Linked DNA regions of Mus musculus: region 1 is linked to region 2. Evidence: chromatin contacts called from public HiChIP or PLAC-seq data. All regions are on one chromosome and are shown on one strand. Each heading gives the region's core, a stretch centred on a gene start, on an enhancer-like site or on the middle of the called end of the contact. The rest is flanking DNA. Distances are from core to core; before and after follow the strand shown. Region 1 overlaps Zfpm2 (zinc finger protein, multitype 2). Region 2 has its middle 22 kb from the start of Gm41311.

The links. HiChIP or PLAC-seq counts read pairs in DNA pulled down with a chosen protein or histone mark.
Region 1: a contact with region 2 is called in an H3K27ac HiChIP or PLAC-seq map of embryonic fibroblasts, with 7 times the contacts expected there. The contact joins two enhancer-like sites. A contact is called at or near these places in 1 of 39 promoter capture datasets (liver) and 2 of 115 datasets of contacts at active chromatin or transcription factors (embryonic fibroblasts and fibro-adipogenic progenitors).

What each region holds. Positions count from the first base shown.
Region 1 is chr15:40,967,411-40,971,448 of GRCm38.p6, reverse strand. The region is part of intron 5 of Zfpm2 (zinc finger protein, multitype 2); the gene reads right to left. Among named protein-coding and RNA genes, the nearest start is that of Gm46502, 200 kb to the left of the region's middle. Within about 2 kb of position 1,463, at least 27 of the 459 cell types and tissues checked have an H3K27ac peak or open chromatin away from gene starts, as enhancers often do. A contact at or near this core is called in embryonic fibroblasts, where this site is marked.
Region 2 is chr15:40,362,847-40,367,111 of GRCm38.p6, reverse strand. No RefSeq gene overlaps it. Among named protein-coding and RNA genes, the nearest start is that of Gm41311, 22 kb to the right of the region's middle. Within about 2 kb of position 2,766, at least 57 of the 459 cell types and tissues checked have an H3K27ac peak or open chromatin away from gene starts, as enhancers often do. A contact at or near this core is called in embryonic fibroblasts, where this site is marked.

The sequences.
Region 1 (4,038 bases), core at 214-2,713, 610 kb before region 2:
TTATTGACTGTTAGAACATTAGTCTTCTGTATCAATAGTTCTGGGTTAATTTCCCTCTAGCATGAAAAAAAAAGTTAAAACCAATCCATGAATAAATCAGAAAGTTATGTGCTACCGAGTTTGCTCAGTGGGTAAAATGGGCTTGTCTTACAAAATTGAGGAAGTGATTTCAGATCTCCAGCAGCCATATAAAAAGTAGCCAGATATGGAAGGACAGAGCTCTAGAGAGAAGAGACAGATGGATCACCGGTGTTCTCGGGCCAGCTAGTCTAGTTGATTAATGCATGTTGAGTTCAGTGGGTGATCTTGTCTCAAGAAAAACGCTAGACATCAATGTGTGCATGTACAGATTCACATACATACATTATATACACACATGCATACAAGCATACACAACGTGTACACACAAAAATGAAAAGTTATCTGTGCAGAGAGTTGGTACTTGTTTTTTCTATATCATTATCAAAGATCAACGCTATAAGGTAAAGATTTTCTAAAATAAAAATAATTAAAAAAATAAAAAACACCACAAAATCAACAACTACAATTTAATCTAGATATCGATACTTTAAATATGCATGTATAAAAAGAGTTTAAATTCAGCTAACCTATAAGAAGGGATAAAAGCCCACACATCATTAAACTAAAACCACAGTTCTAAGAGTGGGGTCTCATATGCCCCCAAAGCAATACAAGCTACTGCTGTCAGTATTGATTGCATTCCAGAAATATTGATAAGAGCTATTGCTGAAGACACCCCATGCTTCATCATATACTGATCATTATCATGGAGAAATCATGATAATTATTGGGAGCTTTACCCCTTCTGTGTAGCTTTTATAGTGGTAGAAGGTGCTATACAAGTTATTGCCAGAGAAAGCACACCAACAATCAAAATACATTGACAGTCTGTGAACCCTGTGTGCTACAGTAATGATTACACTGGAAAAATATGTCCATTAGTGCAATATTGACATGAATAATTTTGGAATAACCTATTTTCGATTAGATTAGCTCTTCATGAGAAGAAACTCATGTCTGGTACCATTAACTGTGCCTACAAACTGTGATTGGCTGGGTGATAGGCCCTAGGGAGAACCCACTGTTATTACTTTTTAAAATGGACACTGTATTATATTGCCCTCTAAATATTTATTTTTATAGCTATAGATTAGTGTAGCTCTCAACACTCATTAGAGATATTTCTTTTGCAGGAGATGGTGATTAAAATATATTCCCAACTGAACAGCTTACAGGGAATAGGGCACTGTAAAGTAGTTAGCTTTAAATGGGATATCAGTGTCACACACCCTGTCCTCAAGGCTCTGGGATCATAGTTGAAAGTAGTGATGACTTTTTCCAAACCATGTTTTACAAGCATGGCAGGAATGTTACATTCGTGGACAGCGGGAAGCTGTGACTTCATGCACAAGCTATGCACCAGGTCAGCCCAGACAAGCCCAGTGTGGGTGCTGAGGAGCTCATAAAGTCCCAGCCTTAGCTAAAGAGCTATTGGCCACCAGTGTTGGCTTCTGGAGGAGGGAGAGCCAGGATTTGGCTCTGGATAATGCCTGTGCTCCAGTGAATGGTTCTGCACAGATGCATATTGACAGCATTAAGTGGGCATAGTTGATTTAAAAAATTGCACATAAAGTTGGAGGAGGGAATAGTGTGATGTGTGGTAGAAGTCAAAGAGAAAGGAATAAATGACAGGGACAGAGTTGACTAAAATGTATTATACTCACATATGAAACTCTCAACCAACTAATAAGAAGTAATAAAACCAAAATGGAAAGATAATAAAACAGCATCATTGGCTCTTGCTCTCTTACCCATTTTCTGCCCTCTGTTCCTTCTTTCACCATTCCCCTCTCACCTCTCTCTACACGTGTTCATGGCTGGCCTCTACACCTCTCTTCTTCCTCCTCTTCCTCTTCCTCTTCCTCTTCCTCTTCCTCTCTCTCTCTCTCTCTCTCTCTCTCTCTCTCTCTCTTCTGTCTCTCTCTCCTCTGTCTCCCTATATTTCTTTCTCCACTACTCCTTCAACTCCTCTCCCTATGCCCTAAATAAAAAAAGAAAGAAAATAGCATCATAGCAGGAGCTATACAGAAGGCCTCACATGCAAAAAAAAAAAAAAAAAAAACCCTAATTCTGACATTGTAAATCTCCAATATCATTTATATTTTATGAGAAAATTATTCATCTTTGAGGGGGATTGGAGAAGCAAACTATGATAATTTGTTAAGAGTTTTACATATACTCCTCATTACATATACTTAATAAGAGTCTATGAAAGTAATACTAAAATTTCCATTCCTTGAAGGATGATATGAAGGGTACATCAGTCTTGAAAATCTTTATTGACAATGAATATCAGATAATGATGGCAAATACTAGGTTTTCAAAACTAAAAATGGGGTTAGGATCATTTATTCTAAATTAATTTCAATGAGAAATACACAGAACCATATAAATAGATAGGCTCTATCTGCTCATATATGGCATTTGGATCCTTGGCCCATTCCCTTGGTTAGGATATTCATGCTTGCTACATCACAAAATGCTATCATGGTTGACCCAATGTTGTCTGACTGTTACAAAGACCTCAGAAAATGAGAATATATCTTCACCAAGCTACTAATGCATGTCATGACATATAAGGTGACCTTTTGAGTTTAAAAGGACTTCTAAAATAGGATTGAGTTATATACCAACAGTAACAGAAAAAGCCTTTGATGTGGGTATCAGAGCACAGACTTGATTGCTGGCAGGCTTTTTTTTCCCATGAGAACAAAAATCAAAAGTCATAGTCAACTTTGGCAGTAAACAGGATCCAGAAAGAATTTTGTATAAGAGAATAAATGTCTTGTCAGAGTTGCTAGGCTAAGATTTAAAACAAAGCCCCACAATAAGACAGAATTTTTAAAAATATACACAGATCCTGTTTATTTTCCATATTCTTTCAGGTATACATGTATTGCCTGACATATCACAATGTATGTTATGTATGTAGTTTTCCTAGAACTTCAAAAACTTCCCTAATGAACATTTTCTAGACATGGAAGAAATGACAATGTGCATGCTGCATATTCAAATGATTTCCACATTACTAACTATTGATGCTATATCAAGTCCTACTAGAAGTTATTTTTGAAGATTAATCATAAATACCTTAAATAATAGTTCAATTTTAATGAGCATATATTATATGGTATTTATGGATATGTAGAGGTGAAAAATAGAGTCATTATATCTGGGGTACTCTAAACTTGCTTGGACTATGGATTCATTGCAAGGTTGTAATTATTACCTACCTTGAGCAGTAGTTGTCAGCTTAAGTAAAAGGATCAGAATTTTCTTTGCAGGCAAAGAAAATATGATGTACAAGACAGTGTAGCAAGCAATGAGGTATTTTAAAGACATGGACATGATTGGAGTCTATAGAAGTGTTACATGAAGGTAAAAGAAATATATTTAACAGTTTGGAATAAACCAACGTAAATGGAACAAAACATGAATAGATTTGGAGGAAGGAAAGGGAAGGGGAAAATGATGTAACTAGAGTATAAAGAAGAAATGATTCTAAAGCATATAAATGAGATAATACAGTAAGAAACTAATGAAGGAAGGCTCTAAGTGCCATTTTGTTATTGAATGGATAATGGTGGAGGTACTTGTCACTGGGCGGAGAGAAAGATGATTAAATCAAACTAGATCAAACTAGAAAAACTGGCAACAACTTGACTGCAGAATGATGAGAAGCTCATCCCAGTGGAGTTGGAAAAATGACTAGTCAGGAGAAGAGACATGAAACTGAGAGACATTCAGATGTAGCGTTTCCCAAGAGCACGAATGAGAAAAGCAGCAGGGAGAAATTTTTGGTAGAATGACAGATAGAATATATGCATTTGCTAAACTGACAATACACTGAGACAAGAGAAAATGGTAAAAACAAATGGATGAGAAAAGCAGACAGTGAAAGTGGACAAAACATTGGAAGCTAGAAAATTAATTAAGATATAAATAACAGAAGAGAAC
Region 2 (4,265 bases), core at 1,517-4,016:
AAGCCAGCACTGAACTCATTTCTCTGTTCCAACCTTCAAAAACACAGACTACCTCCAATGCTTGACTCCCAGAAGGACATAGAGGGAGTTATACATCGTCCCATGTTGGCTTTTATACCATTTCTACAAACACATAACTCTCAACCCTCAACCTTTTCTTCTCAACTTAGTCTCTTACCATTTACTTAGCTGATTTTCAACTCCTTCTGGATGTGGCTTACCTTCTCTCAGATACTCTCATGATCTCTTCTGCTTTGTATTTATATCTTTCTGTCATTTATTGAAGTTCATATAGAAAATTTAAAAAACAGGAGTGGTCAAATTGCCAGTTTAAATTTAAAAAAAAATGTTGGGTTGTTTTTCAATAAGTCTAACAAGGCCATGAGCATAGTTAAGAGTTGCATCTCTCATCATGATCCTTGTGTGGCCACACTGTACATATGGGAATGCAGCCCTGCCAGCCACTGACAACTGTGCTACTGCAATGAATAAGTGTTGTTTCTCTGCCTGCTGGTGAGAATGTCAACACGATCATGTGATGTCATCACACCATCCATAAAGGGTAAACTAAACTTATATCTACTCCCTGGAAATTCTAGATCTAAGAATTGCCCTGGCTTTACCATCAGGCATCATACAACCTAGTAGCAGAGGTGATAACATCAGATTTCCTGGGAAAAGAAATGATAAGCTACAGAATGTCACAACCTTTATCTGAGATATTTAGATGTAATAATATGCTTGGTGTAGTTACGCATTTCTATAATCCCAGCACCCAGATGAAGTCTGAGGCAAGAGGATCAGCACTAATTTGAGACTACCCTGTTCTTCATTTTAAGTTTTGGTTCGGTCTGATCTAACAGAATGAGACCCTAAATCAAGACAGAAGCATGCAGCACAAAGTAGATATATCATGCTTTACTTTGCCTTCCTGCCTTCAAAGCGCCCTCCTTCAGAGCACTCTTTGCCGCCTCTTTATTTTGCTTGATTAACTCACCACCAAGTCTCAACTTATTGCTAATCATGATCTCTACATTAATAACAGTTCAATTTATTGAGTGCCTATAGCAACCACGTGTACTACATCTTTACGTATACAATCATGTGGCACTGAACCTCATTAGGTGATGTTCTCATTAGGAGTGCTATGCAGTACATGAGGCATGATTTCATGTACTGTTTAAAGCAAACCTGTAAGGAAGAGCCCCCAATCTCCTCCATTCAGCAGGTGCAACATACTAAGGAATACTTTGCATAACACTTTGTCACAGGACTGCCCAATATTTCAGAATCACTTGAGTCATCTTCCAAACAATGCAAGGGTTAGTACACACCCAGAGCCAGAGGTCTTTGAGGAAACTGCCTAGCCTTTATGTGCTTTGGATTCTTTCCATAAAATGTACTCAGTAATAGCAATTACCACACAGAATTGTTGAAAGGATAAAGTAAGTTAATATCTGTAAAATACTTTAAATAGAACTTCCATTAATTAGTAAATAAATGCTTAGAAAGTACCCAAGGAGCTAAAAGGATCTGCAACCCTATAAGTGGAACAACATTATGAACTAACCAGTACCCCGGAGCTCTTGACTCTAGCTGCATATGTATCAAAAGATGGCCTAGTTGGCCATCACTGGAAAGAGAGGCCCATTGGACACGCAAACTTTATATGCCCCAGTACAGAGGAACGCCAAGGCCAAAAAGGGGGAGTGGGTGGGTAGGGGAGTGGGTGTGGGTGGGTATGGGGGACTTTTGGTATAGCATTGGAAATGTAAATGAGCTAAATACCTAATAAAAAATGGAAAAAAATAAAATAAATGCTTTCATTATATGCTCCCAGAGCTGATGGCTCATTTCTTCTATGAACAGGATCTTCTATCTGAATTTGAGTTGTGAATGTAGCTTCTAAAATACATTGGCCTTGTAGGGTAAATGCCTGCCCACCAACACTGCCATCAGTACCATCACACCTTTTCCAATGTACAAAAACTTTGAAACAAATTGTTTAACAGTTGAAATGATAGTACCATAGATTCTAGGTCTTGTCCCATGGTCAAAAATCCCAGATAGATGACTTCCTATAGGCTCCTTTTCCATTGGAATGGGGTATGCTGCTGCCACCTTACAACAATAAAAGCAGAATCTGGATTTTTGTTTTCTGAATCCCATCCATTATCTTCCATGGGACAATGAGCCCAAAGGGGACAAGGATCATGACTGTGCTGCTTAGAGTGTGGTGCCCTGCCACTTAGAGCAGAATATAAAATATGCTTCATAGATGTCTAATAAAGAATTCTTGTAGCAGTTGAATCCCTCTGCATGAGTTTCACCACAGGCAAAAGAAAAAGAAAAAGGAAACAAAAAGGGTGATAGAGGAATAATCATTCAAGTCCCAGCAGAATCATAATCACAGTTTACAGTAAAGACAAATATGATAATGGGCTCACTCAGAGGGACCAACTGCAAAACAGTGTTCATGATTTTCTGATCCTAGATGAGCTGATAAATTCCTAAGTTTCCATCACCAAATGGGTTAGTGAGAAAGCCAAATGAGATCATAGGCATGTAAGCACTCTGTGAGCTTGAAGCTGCCTGCTGTGGAGGTTACTAGGAAAGAACTCTCTCAGCCCATATCATTCTGAAAGTACAGTTGAGGCATTAGTTTAATAAACCTGTCATTCTCTGGGGTGTTTCATGAACTGTTGCCATCCCTGAAATCCTAAGTGCCTGTTAGATTCCTTGTGGATGACGAATAAATATAGATTGTGTGAGTCATGAAGTCAAGGGGGTGGGAGGAAGCAGGAAACTGTCCCCACATCCTTAGAAGACAAAGAGAATTGGAATGCTCAGAAAAGTTTGGGGAACTTCCCAGTGCACATAAGCCAACATTACAAACCACTAAACCAAAATGATCATTCTGTCTGCTCAGCAATAGGACAAACGGAAGATCTCACATCAGTTAAGACAGGAAAAGAGAGAAAAACATGTTTTATACTATCTAGAGACAAGTGATCACTTCCTCAGCCAATCAGTTTGGTTGGTTTATTAATTCACCAGTTTATTATTCAACAAATAGAGAAGGTGCATACCCTCTTCCCCTACGCTGGGCTCTCTGCTTGATACTTGTTAAAAAATAAGTGCAATGTACCCACACAGAGCTTGCAGCGGGAGAGATGATCAGTAGCCACTTTGTGCCTTTGGTTCTATGTTGGAACAGCCTAGTTTCTCACTCCAGGCTTATTCCACTAAAGAAACTATGGTGGCCAACAAAGGAGTAGCTGCATGCGTGTGTGCATGCATGTAAGTGTGTGTGTGTGTGTGTGTGTGTGTGTGTGTGTGTGTGTGCCCATACACACGCAGATGCTTATATCACAGCGTACATTTGGAAGCCAGAGAACAGCTTCTATCACTTGGGTTCCAGGGACAGAGCTCCAGTTGTCAGGCTTGGCAGTAAGCGCTTTTAGACCCTGAGCTATCTTCACTTGTTGCCTTACCAGACACAATATTTCCCAGCCCCCATGTTCGTCTTGCTGTTTTTCACAGTGGATGGAATGAAAATGATAGGAGATCTTTGGCATAAAGAAGCGGTAATCTCTGCCCTAACTTCCCATTCTTCCTGCTGACAAGGATACCTAAAGGATTGCTGACTACAAAGAATACAGAAACTTTTTTCTATTGGCGTTTTGAAATGTATTTGTTAAAGCCACTAGCATTTCGCTCATATTAAAAGTAACGTAGGTAAAGGGTGGAAAAGAAGGAAAGTCACAGAAGCGTGGCGTGCACAAGGAGAGTGAATAATCCCTGTGCTTTGGAGGGTGAATGTGGGAGGGAAGGAGATCAACTGGAAAGGTAATTTGGATCTGTGAATGACAGGCACAAAGTTTGAACTCTCAAGTAAACAGAGTTCCAGAGAGAAATCAGATATGGGATACATATCTCCTTTAAAGCCAATAGAATGTTTGTACTTCCCATGTGTGCAGTGGTCAGGAAAAATCCTGGGCCTTGGATAACAACTTGTTTATGACTATTAAGTAAAAAAAGCCCATGTTCACCTGCCCTTGTTCACATCCATATTCTTATACAGGCACATAAGTACAAATGTCTATGTGCATGCACATTCACATGTATAGCCACAAAGCACTGACATTTAGACATGTAGGCATACTGTACAGACACAGAAGCATATGTGCATACATAAAATATGAGTATGCCTATATGTGAAGTTGGATGCACATGCACACAAATGTATTTTACACATAAAGTGT